Linked DNA regions of Macaca mulatta: region 2 is linked to region 1. The links are chromatin contacts, called in public Hi-C maps. All regions are on one chromosome and are shown on one strand. The core of a region is the stretch at or near the end of the contact, and the rest is flanking DNA. Distances in the headings are between cores, read along the strand shown.

Region 1 (5,033 bases), core at 2,484-4,983:
GTGGGCGTGTGTGTGCATGTGGGCATGGGTGTGTACATATGGACATCTGTGTGTGCACGTGTGCATGCATGCAGGCATAGGTGTGTACATATGGACATCTGTGGGTGCATGCGGACATTGTGTGCATGTGGACATGTGTGTGCATGTGGACATATGTGCATGTGGGCATGGGTGTGCACATGTGGACATGTGTGTGCATGTGGGCATGGGTGTGCGCATGTGGGCATAGGTGTTTGGGCGGGTGTGTGCATGTGGGCATGGGTGTGTATATGTGGGCATGTGTGCATGTGTGTATGGGTGTGCACATGTGGACGTGTGTGCATGTGGGCATGGTCGTGTGCATGTGGACATCCATGTGTGTGCATGTGGACAGGTGTGTATGTGTATACTCGTGTGTGTGTGCATGTGGACAGGTGTGTATGTGTATACTCGTGTGTGTGTGCATGTGGACAGGTGTGTATGTGTATACTCGTGTGTGTGTGCATGTGGACAGGTGTGTATGTGTATACTCGTGTGTGTGTGCATGTGGACAGGTGTGTATGTGTATACTCGTGTGTGTGCATGTGGACAGGTGTGTATGTGTATACTCGTGTGTGTGTGCATGTGGACAGGTGTGTGTATACTCGTGTGTGTGTGCATGTGGACAGGTGTGTGTGTGTATACTCGTGTGTGTGCATGTGGACAGGTGTGTGTGTGTACACTCGTGTGTGTGTGCATGTGGACAGGTGTGTGTACACTCGTGTGTGTGTGCATGTGGACAGGTGTGTATGTGTATACTCGTGTGTGTGTGCATGTGGACAGGTGTGTATGTGTATACTCGTGTGTGCATGTGGACAGGTGTATATGTGTATACTCGTGTGTGCATGTGGACAGGTGTATATGTGTATACTCGTGTGTGTGCATGTGGACAGGTGTGTGTGTATACTCGTGTGTGTGCATGTGGACAGGTGTGTGTGTACACTTGTGTGTGTGTGCATGTGGACAGGTGTGTGTACACTCGTGTGTGTGCGCATGTGGACAGGTGTGTATGTGTATACTCGTGTGCACGTGCATGTGGACAGGTGTGTATGTGTATATTCGTGTGTGCATGTGGACAGGTGTATATGTGTATACTCGTGTGTGCATGTGGACAGGTGTATATGTGTATACTCGTGTGTGTGTGCATGTGGACAGGTGTGTATGTGTATACTCGTGTGTGTGCATGTGGACAGGTGTGTATGTGTATACTCGTGTGTGTGTGCATGTGGACAGGTGTGTGTATACTCGTGTGTGTGTTCATGTGGAGAGGTGTGTATGTGTATACTCGTGTGTGTGTGCATGTGGACAGGTGTGTATGCATATACTCGTGTGTGTATGCATGTGGACAGGTGTGTGTATACTCGTGTGTGTGTGCATGTGGACAGGTGTGTATGTGTATACTCGTGTGTGTGCATGTGGACAGGTATATCTGTAGAAGGAAAGACATGGAGCAATTTCTTCTGGTGGCCAAAGACTACATGACACAACAGGATAGGAGGCTTCTCCTGCCCTTACTGCCAGCTCCAGCTCGATGCTTGGGGCTGCTCAAAGTTCATGTGGCCAGTCCCCATGCTCTGTCCGGCAAGAGAGAAAGGTGCAGTGCAGGCAGGCCACACCAGCCACCTGGACTCCTGACCTTGGACTCTACCTGATGCACATCGTTTGCTGGGATTTTTCAATACTGAAGTTGTTTCTTTTTTTTTTTTTTTTGTTCTAAGAGACAGGATCTTCCTCTGTTGCCCAAGCCCAAGCTGGAGTGCAGTGGTGCAATCATAGCTCACTGCAGCCTCAAACTCCCAGGCTCAACTGATCCTCCCACCTCAGCCTCCCAAGTAGCTGAGACTACAGGCATGCACTTCCACACTTGGCTAATTTTTAATTCTTTGTTGCGACAGAGTCTCGCCATGTTGCCCAGGCTGGTCTCAGACTCCTGGACTCAAGTGATCCTCCTGCCTCAGCCTCCCAAAGTGCTAGAATTAGGTGTGAGGCGCCATGCCCAGCCTGAGGCTCTTGGTAATAAAACTTCTTAGGTTGTAATACACTTTGGACAGCCTGACTGCCTACCTGGAACTCAAGACATTCAAAGGGAAAGGAAATGAACAGCCCAGAAGGCAGGGTGTGTGTGTGTGCCTTCTGGCTGGGAACCTGGGCGGACCAGCGGGGTTCAAATCCGGGCTCTGCCACTCACTGGCTGTGTGCACCTGGGCAGGTTGCTCGTCTAAGCCTCTGTGTTCTCACATGTGTAAGGAGGATGATGACGGCAGCACCTGTCTATGGGGCTGTTGTAAAGTTTAAAGGAGACAAGGGGAAGAAGTGCTCAGCACAGCACCTTAGACGTCTAACAGAAAGTGCCAGAACATACTTGACTGAAGGCTATGAAACTGCTCTCTCTGGAGATTTAAAAATCTGCCCAAGGGAGATCAGATGTAGTCCAAACAGAATGGCTTTGCTAATTTTGTGAGCAGTCATTTCCAGCCCAGGACATCCCTTCATGCTAAAGAGACACAACCCTTAAAGCCCCAGGCCGGAAGAGATGAGTCCAGTCCCAGACACAGAGGGAGGACTTCTTTTTTTGATACCATGATTGAAAACAACGAAAATGCTTTTTGAGTCTCAAAGCCCAGCTTTTAGGCACTCTGCCAGCAGGCAATGGGAGTGTTTTCCTTCAGCAGCCCCAGCTCCCACTGCAGAACTTAGAACCTGGGAAAACACACAAAACAGTAAGCCGTCTGCGAGGCTTTCAGACAGTGCAATTTGCAAGAAGTGCTTTTATATTTTAGTAGGACTCTGCAGTAAGTCAGGATTAATTAATTGCTACATTAAAGGAGAGCACCTTTAGCATTTCAATGACATAATCACGTGCAATTACGATCATATAAAAGGAACACTTTATAATTAATGATGTCTCTACTTCCTGAAATGTATAATCCTTATGTCTTAAATTCCAAAGAGGTTGGCAGACAGCAGGCCCTAAATATAGATCAGGAACTAATATTTAAATCAGTTTTTAATTCACCTTTTAATATGAACAATAAAACCAGAACAAAAGCTTACCATTATCATGGCTCTAGCTCTTTATGTCTTAGAGACTAAATATGCAGCAACAACAGATTCAAACTGAAATGGCCAACAATTACAGGCCAGAAATGGTTCTCCTACACAGCAATAATTTTGCACTAGCAAGCACATTAAAACTGTTTTTCCAGAAATGCATTAAAACTCACCCCAGCTGTCCTGGTTTTGGCAACCACGCTATACTTATACTATCACTTAACAAAGCACTCTGCCTCATCTCTATGACTTAAAAATGAACGTGTTTTTTCTTCCAACTAGGGAAGTTTCCCATGAAGCTGCAAGCACCAGGTACCAAGCAGTGTTCTAAGTACTTAACATGTAATGGCTCGGCTGGTCATCACGACAATCCTGAGCCAGGATTCCTATTCCTATTATTATTCCTATGCTGATTCCTGTTTTATAAATGAGGATACTGAGGCACTGAACTGTTAAAAATTAATCTGCCAAAGCTACCACCTCCCAGGAAAGGTCCCTTTAATTGAACCACAAAGCAGACAGGATAAACAGACTTTCTGGATTTTAACATGCATTCTGTCATTCGACCAATTCAACATGAGGAAAGCCCCAGAGCCTGCCTGCATCTCATTTCTATTGTTAGCAAAGTTCTTCAGCAAACTCAGACGAAAAAGCAGAAGAAACAAAATGGGACCCTCAGTAACATCCAAAGGGCTTCCAGAGGGTGGGGAAAATCCCTACCGCACAGTTTTTCTCCAAAAAGAAGGCATACACTGCCCCTGTTTTATTTTCTAATTTGATTCATAGCACGCTATTATCTTCTTTCATCAGGGAACTACTCAGAGGGGATTCCACCCTCCCCAAGACGGCCTCATGCAAGGTCAAGGGTTTACCTTGTCATAATAGTATCGCAGGGCTCTGCTCAGCTTATCATAGTTCATATTTGTTTTGTTTTTTCGGAGTCCCCACAGCTTGGCCACTTCTTCTGCTTTGAGGAGCTTGAATTCACCATCGTTCGAGGTCCAGCAGATCAAATGCTCATGTTTCTGATCCAGCAGCAACTGCAACAGGAACTGCCACAGCGTGATTGCACTCTCCATACCTGCGGGGAGAGGAGGCCGGTCAGAGCTGGCGGTCACGATGCTGACCAAACTTGGCGGGGACAGCGGGGGCTTCAGAATGGGCAACGCAGCTGTCCCCTCCTTCCCCCGGTGAACCTAATAAAAAGTAAGCTTTCACATCCATCTCAATGGGCCACTCTGAACTGGGAGCTTCCTGGCTGCATTTCTGTAAGCAGCCACAATTCAGAAATACCGGGAGGCCCTGTGGTCCTCCTCTATTCACCACATATGTCCCCACGAGCGACAGCAATGCATGGGGAATAATGTGGAACCATGATTAACGACATGACCACTTGCAGAACGGGTCCCCATTCAAACCGTTCCCCACTTAACACAAGTGTCTATTCCCGCCCATCCTATCAATTTCTTTGTGGGTCTGTGATATAGTTTGGATGTGTCCCCGCTCAAATCTCATGTTGAATTGTAATCCCCAACATTGGAGGTGGGGCCTGGTGGGAAGTGACTGGATCCTAAGGGCGGATTCCTCATGAATGGTTTAGCACCATCTCCCTTGGTACCATACTTGAGTTAGTGACTGAGTTCTCATGAGATCTGGTCATTGTTAACAGTGTGTGGCACCTCAGCCCTCGCTCTCTCGCTCTTGCTCTGACCATGTGACATGCCCGCTCCCCCTTTGCCTTCTCCCATGATTGCAGGTTTCCCGGGGCCTCCCCCAGAAACCCAGCAGATGCCAGTATCATCCTTCCTGTACAGCCTGCAGAACTGTGAGCCAATTAAACCGCTTTTCTTTATAAATTATACAGTCTTGGGTATTTCTCTACAGCAATGTGAGAAAGAACTAATATAGTCGGTCTCTAACTAAAATGCTGGACCCCGTGCTAAGTGCACTTTATACAGGTGCCT
Region 2 (4,910 bases), core at 411-2,910, 170 kb before region 1:
CAGATGTAGAAAGAGGAGAGGGTGAGACAGAATAATCTTTTTATTTCTCATGGAGTAAATCTAATCTAATGATATGAAGGTATAAGTATTAATGCTGAAACTCAGAATGCCATTTCATAGACTCCCTTTTTTGGTGATTTTTTTGATATTTACTAAAGTACTAATTTAGATGAGGCAAGTATATGAAAATCCTTGCATATAAATAGGCTTTGTATAAATATCAGTGTTTCTGTTTAACTTAAAAAGAACTCTGAAAGTGATGCTACGTCTTGCTATATTATAAAGTTCCAAGTTTGACTTGAACAAATTTAAAAAGCCTCATTAACAGTGCTTTTAAACAAAGCGCACTTGTTCTAACGGAAAGCTTGTTATGTATATTTGCATTCTTGGTTGTAAACAAGTGTTAAATACGTGTAGAGCATAATTGTTGCTAATTTACGGGTCCTGGTAATTTTAGAGGCATGGGAGAAGCCTGATTGACACGATCGTTGGATATAACTGTAGATGCATTCAACTTTGCCCAACAAAATAAGAGAAAGATGTCAGCATACAACATTTTTAAGGGGGAAAGGATTCATCCCTAAATACAAAAAGATAATTCTCCGAAGTTCTCAGCACATACTGTGATTTGAAACTTCAATGCAGCTTCTACTTCCGGGTGTTAACATGGAAAAAAAATTTCTCACTTCACAGGACTTTTATGTGGTTTTTTTTTCTTGTTTATGTTGTCTACATCCGGTCCCTACTCTCTCCTTTCAATCCTCTCATTATCTCCCTCTAGGGGTTTAAGTTTGTTTTTACTTTATGCTTTTATCCTTATTAGTGGAAAGAAGTGGGTCAGTATTACTTTAGTTTGTCTTCACTGCCATTCTACTGTTCATTCCTGAACTAGCTTTTAGCCTCTGGGAAAGGAGAAAGTCAAAACAGTTGGAGAAACTGGGCCAACCTCTAGCGGCCCGCCTCCCCCAAGAAAACAAAACCTAACCCGTGCAACAGTAGTCCTTTCTGTTTTCATAGCACCTTGTATTTCTCCGCTCATGACGTTCAGATTTTTATGATAGCTGTTAATCACCTTTCATCCCAGCTAGACTCTCCGTCCTTACGGGACTCAGCATATTGCCGGGCACATGATAATATATACAAAACACTGTGCTGTAGTTTAAATGAATAGATGCGGTGTGTGTGCAAGACTGCGGCACTAGTACCCACGTACCCACATACAACAAAGGAGAAAAGTTGCAGCCATCAACATCTTTCAGTGTGGGTCTTTTGACATGGACTCTCTAGAAAGCCAGTGGAGAACCGTGGCATGGACACACCTTGTACAATAATTACTTGTATAACAGAAGCACGAGTTTTCGTTTGGCAGGGGGAAGTCGAGGGGCAGGGGGGAAGTTGGAGGGGCTGAATTATTCACATGATTTCTCCCCCAGTCGCTGCGGACAGGCACTATTCCGCTGGGGTCCTCTGGCCCCCTCCCGCCGTTCCCCCTACGCCCGCATTTAGGAGTCGGGAGTTTCCCGGGGACTCCCGCCCCGCCCTGCAGGCCCCTCCCCCGGCCGCCGGCCCCGCCCCCGCCTCCGCCGCCGCCGGCAGGGGTCGCGCTGCCCCCGGCGAGCGGCTCAGGCGGGGGTGGGGTAAGCTCCCGCGGCCGGTCGCTTTTCTCCGCCGCCGCTGGTTGGATCGTTTCAATAAAAGTCTTTTTTCTCTTGCGCTCGCTCTCCTCCGGGGAACAGGCGGAGGCGTCAATCCGCAGCCGCCGAGTGCGAAAGCGACGCACACGCAGGGAGCGAACGCGGCCGCCTGCAGTCTCCTGAGCTCCCCGCGGGCCGCCGCAGAGCCGCGGAGAATTAGGAGCCAGCGCCCGGCCGGACCGCCTCAGCCCGCCGTCGGCGCCCGCCCCGCTCGCGCCCGGCTGCTCCGAGGGGATTAGTGGGCCGTCCGCGCGGCTCGTCGGCGCGGGAGCCATGTTGACCGGGGGACTTGGCAACGCGTGAGACACCCGCGGCCCCTCCCGAGGCTCCGGACCCGCGGCGAGATCCGGAAGGCGGCTGTGGCGGCGGAGGCCTGCGCTCGGAGGCGCCTCACGTCTGCCGGCCGCTGGGACCCGGACCTGCATCCGGTCTCCGCGGGCGTCCGCGGAGTCGCTTCCCCCTGTGCCTCTCTTCGCCTCGACTCGGGACTCGCGGTCCCCGCTCTTGCTGGTGAGTTGGCAGCCGGCGTCCGCGCCGCGCTTTCCCTGGTGTCGGGTCGGCCCCGGGGCCGGGAGGCTGCGTGGGACAGAGGCGGGGGCGGGGGCGGGGGCGGGGGCTGCTGGGGGCGCGGGAGGCTCAGGCCCGGCCGGGAAGTTGAGCGAGGAGGCGCGGCGCGGGGGGCTGTTGTGCGCCTGTCATCCCTGGGGTCCACCGAGGACCCTGGGTCGCCCGGGGATTTCCGGGGCTCGGGTGGGGTGTGAGTGTCTGCGAGCTGCTTCTCGGCAGGCGCCGACAGATACAGACGCAGCCGCCTCCGGTGCTCGCTGCAGCTTTGGTCTGCGGGGGAGGCCGGTCTCCCCGCGAGGCGGAGGACGGGAAAGAGGCAGAAAGTCCCCCGAGACACAAAGGTCCCCCTTGGCGGGGGTGGAGCTGGAGGCGCGGACGACGCTGCCCGGGAGGGGAAGGAAGGGGCGCGGGTCCGCGGGAGGTGGGAGAGGAGGCGGCGGTCGCGGCGCCTGCAGCTTCTTGGAGACGCCGGGGCTATGCGCGGGTGGGGAGCGCGGAGGAGGAGGAGGAGGAGCCCGCGCGTGGGGAGTCGGCAGAGACAAAGATCAGGGCAGCCTCCTGCCGGCAGGTCACACCCCGGAGTGTTGGTCAGGAGCGGAGCTAGAGGGAATGTGGGAAACCCAGCAAAACGATGGGGAGGGAAAAATGCGGGGAGGAGGGTGCCTCGTGCTGTCGTCTTCGTCGCAGTTGCTTTTCTCAGCTTTTTTGTACGCGATGCTTTTGCTCCCCAACTCAGCTGGATAGCTCCAGATTCCCTCCCTCCTATCACCCCCACACTGCCACATTGACTCTCCTGTGGTTTTTCCCCTCATTCTCCCCCTTCTTTTCACCCACTCCTTTTCGGGTAAGCCGTATTTTGCTTTCAGCTTGGGGAACGTTTGTTAATGACAGGATGCCTGAGCTTGTTCTGACCCTGAACTGCCTTGAACTCCTCTCTCTTCCTCCCACCCTTTCCTTTTCTGGGATCTATAATGTCACATGGCCGTTAACAATTAGCTTTTCTTTTGCAAAAGTGACAAAAAGCATTTAGCTGAAATCTGTGGCTCTCGCCTCCTTTATATGAATATGTCCACCAAAGACACCTCGTTGGTCATGTTCTATCATCTCTTCGTCAAATTAGTATCAGGTCCTAACAGGTCACTTTCAACATAAAGAAGAGGCAAGTTTTGTTTTGAGACTTGATCATTCCTAGGGTGAGCAAAGTGTATTCCAGGCAGCCAGACCTTCAGTCACTTATCAGGAAATGCTTGACCTAAAGACAGACAATTCTTTCCCCAAACTTTGCTGTTTCTTTTTTGAGTCTTTGTTGAAAGATTTCTTTTAAAAGGCAAGTGTGAGAAGATCCCAGTAACAAATCTGACTTACTCTGTTTTAGACTTTCTTAACTCTTGGGCAGAAGAAAATGAATGGGATTTGAAGACCTTTGATACCTTGAGTAGACAAAGCTTCCCTTGAAACTAGAAATAAGACTAAACTAAATTTTAAGGGAAAAAATTTGCTAGTGGTTATATAATTGGTTTTGTTTCATTTTTTTTTTTTGGTGAGGTTTTGACATTTGTTAAACGTTGGGGTGTTGCTTTGTTAATGAAGTCATTTCAGTTTTTGCAACTCTGACATCTGCATGCTTCCATAAACAGTGAGTTGAAACAAAAGATAATGTGACTATATTTAAGGGATATTCCTTAAATTCTTTTTTATGTTATGAGAGAGAATGCTGGACTGTAAAGAATGTTACTTTATCTGGTAAACCGTCTCATAGGCCAGAAGCACCAACAGTTTGGTTGGCTTAAAAAAAACGCGAGTCTTTGAATTTAAGCTTATGTAAAATTACTATGCAGATATAGGTTATTTATTTTTACAGTGAAAATAAAACGCTATTGAGGTATACATGGAAAGAAAATAAAAGCAAAGCCTGTTTGATGTAGGGACGTTAATGTTAATATCACTGTACGAACAGTCATAGCTTGCTGCTCACTGCCATTAAAGGGTTGACATATAAACATTGTGGAAGAGATTTCAGTTTCAGGACTAGTGTCTGAATTATGGGACTCCCTACCACACCCCACCACTTAAAACATTTTAGAGACTTTTGTGAAATTAACAGGTCATATAATTAATAATTGTTGTTTTATGTATATTTATTGAAAGACAATATTGAGGATACATTGATTTTTTTTCCTGCATATTTATCAGTATCGAATTAGAAAATTGAACTTTCAGTGTCACTGGATGGAAATCTACCAAAAACTAGCAAGGTTTCCGAATGGTGGGATTTATTGGTGATTAAACATTTTTTCCCTGTATTTTACAAGTTTCACATTACATTTACAATGAGAAAAAAATGTAAATGTAGAATTAAAGTCTTGTTAATACCGTAATTTGCCTATTGCTGTACTAAAAGAAGCTTCTATAAAATGTGTCATCTCATCCTTAGAGTCAGGCCTGAAAGTAACTTTCAGTGTTGGGTATTTGAAATAATGCAGCCTGTCACATGTACTCTGGTTACCAGAATGAAAAAAACAAAAAGAGATACATATATAGTAAGGACACATGAAATTGGAGGAATCGATCCCCATTGTAGCTTCCTATACCAGTAGTCTCTTTCTAATAAGTCACTGCTTTTATTAAAAAAAAAATAGAAAATTTAAA

Evidence for each region. A called contact is a pair of places that touch in the nucleus more often than the background predicts.
Region 2: a contact with region 1 is called in a Hi-C map of cortical neurons, with 4 times the contacts expected there. The contact joins the promoter of CDK17 here to the enhancer-like site in region 1. A contact is called at or near these places in 4 of 14 Hi-C or Micro-C datasets (blood, cortical neurons, fetal cortex germinal zone and 1 more).

What each region holds. Positions count from the first base shown.
Region 1 is chr11:103,540,076-103,545,108 of T2T-MMU8v2.0, reverse strand. It overlaps ELK3 (ETS transcription factor ELK3), which reads right to left. Exons shown (of 5, transcript NM_001194388.2): 2 at 3,942-4,150. The coding sequence starts at 4,148. Among named protein-coding and RNA genes, the nearest start is that of ELK3, 28 kb to the right of the region's middle. Within about 2 kb of position 3,733, at least 5 of the 40 cell types and tissues checked have an H3K27ac peak or open chromatin away from gene starts, as enhancers often do. A contact at or near this core is called in cortical neurons, where this site is marked.
Region 2 is chr11:103,712,787-103,717,696 of T2T-MMU8v2.0, reverse strand. It overlaps CDK17 (cyclin dependent kinase 17), which reads left to right and starts at 1,660. Exons shown (of 16, transcript NM_001194763.2): 1 at 1,660-2,204.